2 separate regions of the Sus scrofa genome follow, and region 1 is linked to region 2. The links are chromatin contacts, called in public HiChIP or PLAC-seq maps. All regions are on one chromosome and are shown on one strand. Each heading gives the region's core, a stretch centred on a gene start, on an enhancer-like site or on the middle of the called end of the contact. The rest is flanking DNA. Distances are from core to core; before and after follow the strand shown. Region 1 holds the start of PARP10 (poly [ADP-ribose] polymerase 10). Region 2 holds the start of BOP1 (ribosome biogenesis protein BOP1).

Region 1 (6,200 bases), core at 3,579-6,078, 200 kb before region 2:
GCCCTCCTCTCCAAGGGGCAGAAGCGCCCGCTGCTGAGGCCAGAAATGGAGGGACAGGCCTCCACCCAGAGGTGCAGTGGTCGCCTCCCGGAGAGCGGCAGTGGTGCTGCTGCTGCTGCTGCTGGGTGCGGCCTGGTGTGGGAAGAGCCTGGGGGTCTGCATTTCTCCGGGCCCAACCCCCCCAGTTTTGTGCATCAGGTCAAGAGGGCCGCCCAGCTCTCAGCCGCCAGGACGCGTCCTCGGCCAGGCACTCAGCTCCACGGCTCTCTCACAGCTTCTTCGCTTCGGGAGCCAGCGCCTTCTCAGACGCGGCCCTTCCTCTCCCCGGTGACCCTTGCCTCCGGGCACCGCCCTCACACTTGCTCCTGGGCAGACCAGGCGGCAAGGCTCCTCCCCAGTGCCTCCTTCTGGCCAGGCAGACACTCTAGACCGGGCTGCCTCCAGCATCCCCTGTTGCCTTGCCAGCCTCGCCTCCTCAGCCTCTTCTCCCTTCCTGCCTGGACAGCCAGGGCTCCTGGGGCTCCCAGAGTTTCATTATACCCCCACTGCCAGTTGTTCGCACCCTTTTCTGAAACACACGTGTGCTCGGAGTTGCCACATCTCGAAGGTGAAAGCGTAGGAGGAGGCTGCCCCGCTGGGGCAAGCCTTCTTGCAGCTGGAGCAGCCCTGGGTCCGATGCGCGGACTGCGTAATCCTCACAGTAGCCCCTAGATGGCATCACCACCCCGTGCTCCAGAGGCGGAAACTGGCTCTAACTGGCACAGTGGGACCTGTGCGGGGACTGCATCCTCCCCAGCCTCTGCAGCCCTCTGCCTCCCCGTCCCAGAATTGTGAACACCCTTCAGGCAGGGAACGGGGCTGGGGAGTCCCAGGGTCCCCTGCCCCCCTCCGTTTCCAGCCTACAGGGCAACTTCTGGCTGCTGACCCTGACACGGGCAGGGTGACGGCCCACGCGCTCTACAAGGCAAAATGGTGCCAGGAGCCCAGGAGGCCAGAGGCCGGCAAGACGGAGCGTGGACTCACCCGGACAACAAGGATCTTGCCGTGGGCCGCGTCCAGGGTGTCGTAGAAAGCCTGCACCACCGTCTGGAACTCCCTGCTGCTCTCGGCCAGTCGCTCCAGGCTGCCCAAGGGCTCCCTGGGCCTCTGCGGTGGCCCTGACACACAGGGCGAAAGGGAGTGCAGGCCATGCCGGGGCTCCCGTCCCTGGTAGCTGGCCTACCCCACCCTTCTCCAGTCTGGGCTGCAGACTCACAAGTGGGGCCCAGAGTTGCCAAGAGAAAGGCCAGACTCTGATCCCGGGGGCCAGCCAGCAGCGCTGCTAAGTGGCGGGCAGCTCGTGTGGGTTGGGCCCCAAAGCCACGGAAGACAGTGTGGTCGCCACGAAGGGCAACACTCACGCCGTGGCACCGCCCCAGGCGGGCGCACAGCTCTGCGGGCAGCATGCAGCCCTGGGGCGCCACCGTCTCCTCCCGGAGGTGCACCTCCAACGCAGCCTCCAGTGCCCGGTCCAGCTCGTCCAGATCCTGCTCAAAGGCCACATGCACCACCAGCTGGGCGCAGCCGCCAGGCCCCTGGCCCTCGTGCTCTCCTTCCTCTAACCAGGGTGGTTCCAGCAGAGAGAGGGCCAGGGCTCGCTGGAGGGCCACAGCCTCCTCTCGCTCAGCCACCTGGTCTTGTGGCTCCAGAGACTGGTAAAGAGCCAGCTGCAGGGCGGCCTCCTCCTCCAGCGGCCCAGGCACCCCCGTGCCTGGGGCCACTGGCCCCTCGCCAGCCCTGGGAGTCACAGCCTCCTCCTCTTCCTCTTCCTCTGGCCGCCCCTCAGGCTCCTCCTCCCCCAGCACCAGCGGCAGCCTCTCTTCCCCCTCCAGGCCCTCCAGGGTGGCCAGCAGCTCTTGGACCTCCTCTGTGGGCGGGGAGATGCACTGGGTCAGGAGTCGGGCCCAGCCAGGATGGAGCTGGGGGACAGGAGGAGTCAGGGGGCCAGTGGAAGATGGAGGAAGGGGTTAGAGGGCATCTGGTCACCAGGCAGGTGGGAGTGGAGGGCAGCATGGAGGGTGAGGTCAAGAAAGGACCACAGGAGGTGCTGGGGGTCCCCAGGAGCCCTACCGAGGCTGACATTCTCCTGGTCACGTCCCGCGTCATCTGGAGGCCCCAGGGCGCGGGGGTCCACCTGATGGGGGAGAATGTCAGCGCCCGCCAGGCACACCCCTCCCGGGCCTCCCAGGGAGGGCGAAGGGGGCACCGGGGCTGAGGTGTGAGGAAGGGGAGGCGGGATGGGCTGCAACTCTACCTCCTCAGGGTCCGTGTGGAGGGCGGCCCTGGCCAGATGCTCTGTCCCAAAGACACACTGAAACTGAGCCTCCAACCCACGGAGGAGGTGCTGCCCCTCTGGGCTCAGCAGGAACCCGGCACTGCCTGGGTGCTTCAGGCTCAGCACATGACAGCTGATGCTGCCAAGCAGACTTTGCAGAAACTCCTCGGCCGCCCGGCACGGGCCCGGGGCTCCGCAGAGCTGCAGGATCACAGGGAGGGGCTGTGCGCAGGTTTAGGGCAGAGGAAAGGAACCCAGAGCCCCTAGTGGGAGGGGTCAGAGGGCAAACGGTGAGGAATCCTCAGGAGTCACTCACTCGAAATCCAGTCGTATCTGATCCCTCGAGTGGGAAGAGGGCGACGTCTCCCAGGCCAGCAAGAAGGTCCTCATGATAGAGCTGTAGGAAGCGCATTGCTCCCGGCTCCATCGGCAGCACCGTGTCCATCGGGCCCTCCTGCCCCGGTGACCCCACAGGCCCCAGGCTCACCGACTCCACCTGCTCCGGAGAGCCCATGGTGTTCTCCACTGGGCCTGGAGAGCCCCCAGGCCCCGGGCCTACCAGCCCCGCCTGCTCTGAAGACTCCATAGGCCCCGAGCTGATGGGCCCGGCCGGTCCCAGTGAGGACCTGCGCCAGGGAGAACCTGTCCTCACAGAAGCTCCTGACGGCCCTGGTGCCTCCTCCGAGCCCAATGTCACAGGCCCTGCACAACTCTGGGCCCTCGTGGGCCTTCCAGCCTCCGGGAGAGCATGCTCGGGGGCCCCGGGGCCCAACGCAGCCAGGTGGCTCCCTCCACGGGTGTCCTCAGCAAGCTCCTCCGGCTCCAGCACTTCATAGTGGGGGACAAGGCTCAGCTCTGAGCCCTGTAGCCGGTGGTCCCGCTGCAGCACCCGTTCAGCCGCTTGGAGGAAGGGAAAGGACAGAAGGAGTCAGGGCTCCAAGGCACAGGGAGGGGTGGGCCCGGTCCACCCAGCCCCACTCACCCTGCCACTGCTGGAAGGAGGCGACGGTGCCCAGGGTCCCCGGCAGCCTGCGCAAGCCTTCCAGGGGCCCCCCACCACTGCGGCGCTCGTTCTCCAGGTACAGCTCCAACAGCAGCGGGTCCGCAGCGGGGCTGCCCCCCACTACACGCACCGCTCGGGCCTGGGGCACCCAGGCCAGGGATACCTCCGCCCCCTCCAGGCCCACGGCCCGCGCCCGCTCCGCCAGCACGCGGAACTCTGTGGGGAGGGTGTAAGTCAGCTCAGAGCCTCTCCCCTAACAGGCACCTCTGCCCCCATCCCGCCTCTCACCTGCCTCAGAAAGGGGCTTGGGCAGCTGGACCAGGGCCCGGTCTGGTCGGGGACTGGCCAGGGCACGGCAGGGCTGCTCAGGGTGACCTGTGGCACGAAGCAAGGCTTGGACGTGCTGCTCCAGGCGCTGGGGTGCGAGGCCGGGAGGCAGTGCCTGGAGGAGCAGGCGCGCAGGGGCGCGGGGCGGGGCGGGCCGCAGGCTCAGCCGGGCACCGCACAGAGTGTGCTCCTCCTGGGCCAGGACCCTCGCTGCATCTGCGGCCAGGGCAAAGGGGGCTGTCAGGCCGGAAGGCCGGCCGGGGAGCCCGCCTGCCCCTTTCCGTCCATGCCCTCACCTGCAGGCTCCCGAAAGCTGAGTATGCCCCCAGGGCCAAGTCTCTGCCAGCTCAACACAGGTCCACCCCCAGAGCTCCTGCGGTTCTCAAAGTAGAGCATGAGCAGCTCCTCGGGGACATCGGGGGTCAGCCCGCTGACTTCCACCACTGTCCCCACCTCCCCCATCGCAACCCTGGGGCCAGAAGAGAGGGTAGGGTGGCAGCCCCGCAGTCCGGCTGCTCCCCCCAGCCCCCTCCCCCTTGGCAGTGTCCCCTGGCCCGCCCAGCCCGTGCCTTCAGCCCAGACCCCTCCTCCCCAGCCCTGAAGCAGAAGGCCAGGGACGCAAAAGCAAAAGTGAAACTGTTGCAGGAAGAGAGGGAGGGAGGGGCCTGCAGTGCTGGGGCTGAGAGGCTGCCTCTCAGGCCCTGCCTGCTGAATGTTCCAGCCCCACCCCCCAGGTCCTCAGCCCAGCCCACGAGCCCCATCTGCCCCACCCCAGCCTGGTGCCGCCAGGGTGGGGGAAGTGGCTCCTGGAGGTCCTCCACTCCCCACGGGCCCTTCCCTGTCAACCTCAAAACGGCCAATCACCCTCCCTACTGGGCCCGGCTGGGGACTTGGGTCAAGGACCTCAAGCCTCTGCGTGGCCCTCCTCCACCGCCTGAGCACCTTGGGTCCCCAGGCCAGGCCCCGGCTGAGGCCGGCTTTGGACTCTTCCGGCAGCCTTCGCGACTGCATCGCTCACGCTTAAACAACTAGCAGGTGGCCACACCTCCAACTTGTGGGTGCTGAGGGTGAGCAGCTTCCGCTCTTGACCTACAGGAGCTTCTGCCCCAGTGCCTTCCTGCTGCTCCCCGCACTCCCCTCCTGTGGCTCTCTCCAGTCCGTGCACCTGCCCAGCCTTCCCAGCCGATGTTGTCATCACCACCACACCACCAAGGCTAACCCCAGAAGGAGCAGGCACACTGCTGGGCCGACATGCCTGGCTGCAGCAAATCCTATCACAGGAGTTCTCGTTGTGGCTCAGAGTGCTAAGGACCCCCGTGTCTCAGCGAAGATTCGGGTTCAATCCCTGGCCTCGCTCAGGGCACTAAGGATCTGGCGTCGTCATAAGCTATGGCATAGGCTACAGGTGTGGCTTGGACCTGGTATTGCCATGGCTGTGGCGTAGGCCTCGGCTGCAGCTCTGGTTCGACCCCTAGCCTGGGAACTTCCGTATGCCACGGGTGTGACCCTAAAAGGAAAAAATCCTCATCGCAGAAGAGAAGGAGGCAGGGATAGGACCCACGGCAGCGCGGAGCCGCACACACAGGCTGCGCCTTTAGAACCCACGCGCCCCTTGTCATTGAACCTGCCCATTGCCTGGATCCATTTGCTTCCAGCCTCTCAAAGAGTCGCGCCTACCACTGCTCCCCATCTCCCCCACTGACCCCTCAGCCACTAAAAGCCAGCCTCCACCCCAGCTACTTCTCCAAGGGATTGAGCACCTGTCCAGCCTATAGCCTGAGCTGTCCGGCCGACACTTCGGTTGTCCCTACCGTAGTCTGAGCCGCCGTCATCTCTCGTCGGGATCACTATGCTAACCTCTTAACTGACCTCTCTCTGCCACTCCTGCCCACACCCTCTGCCCACTGTCATTCTCCACAGAGGGCAAAGTGAACCTTGTGAAGTGGCACCAAGGGCTGCGACAACTCAGACCATGGTAAAGCCAGAGTCCTTTGGCGGACCCGCCAGGCTGGACTGACCGGGCCCTGGTCTCTGGTCTGGCCGCGTGCCCTCAGCTCCGTCGGCCAGTGCAGCAGACCCTCCCACCTCGGGACCCTTGCACTGGCCCTTCCCTCTTCTTGCACCAGCCTTTCCTATGGGGCCACCGGGACACCCCTCCCCCTGACTCACCTTACCAGGCTCTTAGTGGCAGATTTAACCTGAACCTAAAAGTCTTCAAGGACCTGGGACTTGCATGAGCCCTGACTTCATATTTGTTTTTGTTTGTTTGTTGTCTTTTTAGGGCCACACCCACAGCATATGGAGGTTCCCAGGCTAGGGGTCGAATCGGAGCTGCAGCTGCCAGCCTACACCACAGCCACAGCAATCGAGGTCCAAGCCGTGTCTGTGACCTACACCACAGCTCACGGCAACGCCGGATCCTTAACCCACTGAGCAAGGCCAGGGATCGAACCTGCATCCTCATGGATGCTAGTTGGGTTCGTTAACCACTGAGTCACTACGAGAACTCCCCATGTTTGTCAGTTTTAATTATTTTTCTTAAAGAAATCCCCTCAA
Region 2 (6,021 bases), core at 1,057-3,556:
GGGCCAGATATCAAACCCACACCCTCACGGACACTAGTCAGGTTCATTACTGCTGAGCCACTACGGGAACTCCTAAAATTTCGCTTATAAGAAAGAGTGAAAGTCCTCTTTGAAAAAAAAGTTTAAGCATTTAAGCTCTTGGACCCTTAAGGACCTTTCATTTTAAAAGAGGAAAAAGATCCAGCAAGATAATATAAGAACGGCGGTCCCCACCTGGAGCAAAGACGCAAACAGGAACTTCCATCCTTTACTAAACAGCACTCGTGTCGGATTTCATTTTTTGTCAAACAGGAACCATTTTGCCATTTTAAAAAGTTAAAAAGAAGGGGGACGATGGCTGCCCAGAATCCCACGGACCACGGGCAAGGCTTGGGTCATCTTCCGTGCACCAGCGTGACAGTTAAAGCCTGAATGGGGAGAGGACCTAAATCTGACTTTAAATCTTTTCTTCCTAAGAACCAGAGCAAACAAGCATGTTTTTGGGTTTCCATCCCAGTCCTAAATTCTAGAACACCAGGGCTGTGGGGAGCATAAGGAGGTATAAACTTTTTCCTGGGTGTCCCAAACGACAGACATCACACTTGAGTTAAATCAAGCTTTTCTCTCGCGTTTCTCACTTAAAACAAGAGTGGGATGAGCCTTCCCCAGCGTCACAGCGACAGATTACAAAGCCTCGGGGTTGGGGGGTGGGGACCAGAGCGCCCCCAGCTGCCCCAGGCGGCCCCCAGCACGCAGATCTCCACCTCAGGCTTTGCCCCCTAGGAAACCCAGCCTCCAGCTAAGTCTAGCAAAGACTCAGCCCGGGAAGGGTGACATCAGAATCACGGTGGGTGGCTCACAGCCATGGAGATTTTCCGGGTTCCTACTGCGGTTGAAAACTGGTGCCCTAGGGCTCAGAACCCCCCCCCCCCGCACCAGAGGAAAGAGAAAGCAGAGCCCGCGAGCTGGCAGGCACTCTCCCGGCCACCCGCCCGGAGAGCGAGGACGAGCACACCAGAACACTGCTCGCTCACCCACCTGCTGCCCCGTGGCCTTCTCCATCCTGCTGTGCTGCTCCTCGCCGCTGGCCCCGTCCTCCTCCTCACTGCTGTCACTGCCAGAATCTTCCAGGCCTGAGAACACACTCTCCTCGCTGTCAGACAGGCTGGGAGCCGGGGCGCCGGGGAGAGAGGGCTGCAAGGAGCACACTGTCGGTGACCAGCTCTGTGTGGCGCAGGACCAGAGCTGCTTCTGAGCAGACTTCTGCCCACCAGACACCACCCCGGCCCTAACTCCACCAGACAGGGTGCACGGTGGAACAAGAACCTGCAGACTCTTAGCAAGCATTCATTGGAAGGCAAAATTCTAGATTTCATTGTTTTTCAATAGTTCCTGAGTCTCTCGCCAAACTGGACAGCCTGCACGGAGCAGCTACCAAACAGCACTCAGCACACACTCTATCGTGCCTAACTAGCTACACAATTACAACGGCAAGTAAAAATGGCACAAATGTTTTGGGCACAAACACAAACAGCCGCTGATGAATACAGAGGCAAAAGCACTACAAGTGGGTGAGCATGGTGCCCAGAGCTGCCTGCCGGCCAGGGAGCACCACGAGCACTTGTCACAAGTGAAGGGGCAGCCTGATAAACCAGCAACGTGGAGTCCCAGCTGCGAGGCTCGACTGCACAAGCCTGCTATGGCTTTCTACCACCGAGATTTGATGAGATTTGATGACACCCCCACAGCGCGGCTGGGGTTCCGCTGGACAGGAAGAGCATGAGTCCAGCTAAAACGGGCCGTCCAGTGCAGCAGGCGCTGCTTTCTCATCCTCGTTTCCTCTTCTACAACGTCTAACGTGTCAGGAACATTTGGCTATACAAGCAGCTACTGCAGGCTCAAATCTTCTGCGCCCAGATGACAATTCAAAGGCCCAGGAAGACCGCTGCGCAGGACGCCGGCTCTCCTTCCTTATTCTCTCCGGCCCAGACCTTCTTCCGACCCACACAACCGCCAGCCAGCTCCCTGCCCAGGACGCCCCCGCAAGGCCGCCGGGGCGGAGGACAGGAGACCCCTCCCTCCTCGCATTCCCAGGCCCGCCGGGCGCTGGGCGGGATCGCTCCCCGGCCGGTGCCGCGGCCCAGCCCCGCCGCCCCCCCCCGCTCCCGCTCCCGCTCCCGCGTCACCTCCTCCGGCTCCCGCCCCGGCTCCAGCATCCGCTTCCCGGGCCGCGTCCCGGCCACCGCCACGCGCCGCGCGCCCTGAGGTCCCGCCATGCCGCCCGCCGGTCTGCCCTGCGCCGCCACTTCCGGCAGCGACGCGACCGCGTGGGCCTGGGGGCGGGCCCGCGGGGTCAGAGGGCGCCGGGCGGGACGGGGGCCGGTGTGCGTGCGCGCGCCGTGGGACGCGGGCGGCGCCGGCGGGAGCGCGCCCGTCGCAAGATGGCGGCGGCCATGCCAGGCCCCGGGGCCGTGTGTGCGCAGCGGGCGGCGGCGCGCGGCCCGGGCGGCAGGCGCGGCAGCGGCGCTAGCCCGGCCCTCAGCCCCTCCTCGCGGTCCCGCCTCCGCCTCTCCCACCTTGCCCGGTATGGATCTGCCCGTGGGCCCGGGCGCGGCGGGGCCCAGCAACGTCCCGGCCTTCCTGACCAAGCTCTGGACTCTCGTGAGCGACCCGGACACGGACGCGCTTATCTGCTGGAGCCCGGTGAGGGGCCGAGGGCGCCGGCCCGGGGCGGGGAGGCCGCGGCGCGGGGGCCCAGGACGGGCAGGCCCGGACCCCGCCTCGCAGGCCCGGTGTGGGGGTGGGGAGCAGGGGGTAGTGCGGGGAGAAGCGTCGCAGGCCCGCTGGAGGTCGCTCCTGTCCACGCCGCTCTCCCGCGTTGGGTAGGAAGGGCTTCTGCCTCCGTGGGCTTGCGCTTGCTGCCTGTGGGACGACTGCGGGACGCGTCTGTGCTTAGAACAGCCCCCGGCTTCGCTAGTGGACGCTGGGCCCCGGTGGCCCCAGAGTTCCAGTGGTGTGGTGGGCAGTTATTCAGGGTAAATCAAGTCTCGGCCCTGGAACTGGAGGGCGTTTCTCTAGTTCGAAAGGAGAGGGAGCGAAAACAGAAAGCACAACGTCATAAAGTTCAGGCTGGTCTCGAGCCCGGGTCCAGATCCCAGAGCTGCTTTCCCAAGAGCGACTCGTGTTTCTTGCTCTGTGCGCGACTTTATTCACGCCCTGTCTCCCGTTGCCTGGCAGCGGGCAGGTGATTTACATGGTCTGACTCCGCAGGCTGGACAACTCCAGTTTGCGGAGGTTGGACTTGGAGATGGACGTCCTGGCTGTGACGTCGAGGTGGGGCAGGTCGGAGCCACGGCTCGCGGCTGGCAGGGGGGTGGCCTAGGCCACCGTAGTCGTAGGCAGGCTCCGGGCGCCTCCAAACGTGCTTACTCTCCTGAGCGCCCAAACGCTGGATTTCTTGGACCCCACTGAGTTGTTGCCTGTCATCCTGCTGAGCCCTTGGAAAGGAAGAGCAGTCTGGGCTGAAAGGAGCCCAGAGCTGGAGGCCACGTTCTCTCGTTCCACTTGTCCCTTTGAGGAGACCAGAAACCGTGCTGCATTCCCTTGGGGACACTGTGTGTTGTCCCAGCAAATATCCATGTGGCGTTCTCCATCCCAGGCCCTGTTTCTTTAACGGTGGGAACCACCCCTTGTTCCAGGCCTTGAACTTTGCCGGCCAAATGAAATGACCCCATTTTTCTGTCTTTTTCCCTTCTCCCTCTTCTTGTCCCTTCCCCGTAACTCCCGTTTGGGGGAGGGCACCAGAGGTCCTTTGGGATGAACCTACTGTGGGGACATCCCGCCTCTCAGTCTGCTCCAGGCCAGGCGAAGCACAGCCAGCGTCAGCTTGCTCCCCAGGCCTCACGGCCTGTATTCCAGGCAAAGCCTGGAGCAGGAAAGCGGACATGGTCCAGCCCGTGATGGTCTCTACTCAAGGTGGCTGCGCCCCCAGGCATGGTCTCCCTGGGGACAAGCGGCCATGGAGCAAGAGCTTTTGATCCTCCTTAGTCTGTACACAGAGCGAGTAGGGTGTGCTTGGTGCAGGACGCAGTGGGGCTGGCCCTGAGAAAGGAGACCAGCCCCTGCCTGGGGCCGGCAGGGTGCCCACAGGACCCCCGGGCCTCTGTCTCAAAGTCCGCTTGGAGCCCTTTGCCGACTCGCAGCCTGGAGTCCTGCTGTCGGAGGCCCCGGACAGGTCTGACGCCTGTGCCCTTGGCCCTTCCCCTTTGTGCTGGAACTTTGCTCATTGTTCCACCAGGAGAAAACCTCTGCCTGTGGCCCAGGGAATGAGGGGGAGGAGGAGGTGCAGTGGTCGACTCTGTGGTCTGCGTGATGCATGACCACGGGCGGGTGCCAGCCCTGGGAGCTGGGGCCGGCCAGCGGGTCGCTGCTCCAGAGGCACGTGTTGGTTTGCCCGCCCTTCCAAAGCCTTGTCCCGTCAGATGCGCCCCGTGCGGCGCCACGGCTGAATAGGCAAGGGCTCCCGCGGGAGGGGACTTGGTGACCGGGAGTGTGGCCTTGGGAGTGCTACCACCACGCCCCCTGGGACATAATGGGAGTCAGACCCTTCTGGCCAAGACTGAGGGCCTCTTTCTCCCAGGAACCGGACCTTGCCAAGGCCACCAGCCCAGGTGGCCCAAGTGAGTGCCACACTCAGGGATCGCTTGAGAGGGGCTAGTGTCCAGGTGGAGCACGGTCTCCGTGGTCAGGTCCCCAGCTCCCTGTGAAACCCCTGGCCACTCCAAGCTGGCAAAGGACCATTTCCAGAGACCCCAGGACAGGCAGGGCCGCCCTCTCCCCTGCCCGGAGCCAGGCGGGCCCCACCAGCCTGCTGAGCTGGTCCTCCGTGCAGGAGCCCGCAGTTGCCCCCGTGCTGGCTTCGAGGGCCACTGCAGAGCCTGGAGGTTCCCGGGGTCCCTGCACCTGATGAGCGTGCGTGGCCGCCGAGCAGGCCTCTGCCTGCCGCAGCCAAACCTTTTCCACACGGAGCCTGTCGCGCCTCCCATTGCCCTGCACGAAGGTGAAGGTGGCCTTTTTACAGACGCGAAACCTGAGCCTCGGAGGTGACAGGAAACGCGAGGAAGACCCTGAAGTGCACAGGCCCTTTGCCCGCCTGCCCCACCGACCGCGCTCTGACCGCGCCGAGTGTCGAGTCTCCAGTCGGGCGTGGGGTCCAGCTCGGGCTCCACCCCCCCACCCCGCGGTCTTAGCCGGGCCCGGCCGCACGTGGCTGACCAGCGCCCGGGGGTTTGTAGAGTTGTATTTTGGATTTTTACACGAGAGTCCGCCTTTCACCTCCCGCACAGACAGACAGATGTATGCGTGGACGGACAGACAGACAGACGGACGAGACGGGCAGAGATCCATGAAGGACAGGCTCTGTGCGTGGCCTCCCAGTCTGTTTCCTCCGCCGCCTGGGTGCTGGGGTGCGAGGGGCGCCGTCAGAGGGGCTGGCGGTCTGGGCACGGCCGCCTTGGAGGGAGGGTGGATGCACACAGCTCGCCTGGCTCCGCCGGACCCACGGGTGCTCAGAGGGCTTTGGTACCGCACCGGGGTTGGCGGGGAGGTGGCCAGGGCCCACGGGATCCTCTCGGAGTAAACAGTCAGCTCCCGTCAGGTGTCACGGACGCCCCAGAACCTGCACCCTTGGCTGCAAGATTTCTTTGAGGTTTGAGGTCTGAAGGGAGGCGGGGAGGCCGGCCCTCCGAGGGTCTCCTGAGCCTGGAAGCGCTGGCGGCTGCCCCATCTCGTCCCTCTGGGCCCCGACAGCTCCTGAGTCCGCAGTCAGCAGGGTGCGCACATGCAGAGGGGCCTCGAGACCCAGGGGTGGGCCGGCGGCCAGAGATGAGCAGGGATGGACGGTCTCGGGGCCTGGGCCGTGGCCCCGAGCCAACGTAAAGAAGTGGCGTGAGAAGCACGCAGACGGTCCTGCGCTTGCGTGAGGGCAAGATGGCCAGTGGGGCAGGGACCGAAAGTGGCTGCCCCTTTCTGCACCCCGCGTTC

The links. HiChIP or PLAC-seq counts read pairs in DNA pulled down with a chosen protein or histone mark.
Region 1: a contact with region 2 is called in an H3K27ac HiChIP or PLAC-seq map of alveolar macrophages, with 4 times the contacts expected there. The contact joins the promoter of PARP10 here to the promoter of BOP1 in region 2. A contact is called at or near these places in 1 of 5 promoter capture datasets (liver), 5 of 47 Hi-C or Micro-C datasets (embryonic fibroblasts, heart right ventricle, liver and 1 more) and 1 of 2 datasets of contacts at active chromatin or transcription factors (alveolar macrophages).

What each region holds. Positions count from the first base shown.
Region 1 is chr4:687,139-693,338 of Sscrofa11.1, reverse strand. It overlaps PARP10 (poly [ADP-ribose] polymerase 10), which reads right to left and starts at 4,828. Exons shown (of 11, transcript XM_003125470.6): 1 at 3,941-4,828; 2 at 3,606-3,860; 3 at 3,297-3,533; 4 at 2,631-3,214; 5 at 2,294-2,515; 6 at 2,110-2,173; 7 at 1,256-1,906; 8 at 1,024-1,157. The coding sequence starts at 4,106.
Region 2 is chr4:482,847-488,867 of Sscrofa11.1, reverse strand. It overlaps BOP1 (ribosome biogenesis protein BOP1), which reads right to left and starts at 2,306. Exons shown (of 16, transcript XM_013988007.2): 1 at 2,166-2,306; 2 at 1,018-1,173. The coding sequence starts at 2,255. HSF1 (heat shock transcription factor 1) reads left to right here and starts at 2,403. Exons shown (of 13, transcript NM_001243819.1): 1 at 2,403-2,682. The coding sequence starts at 2,566.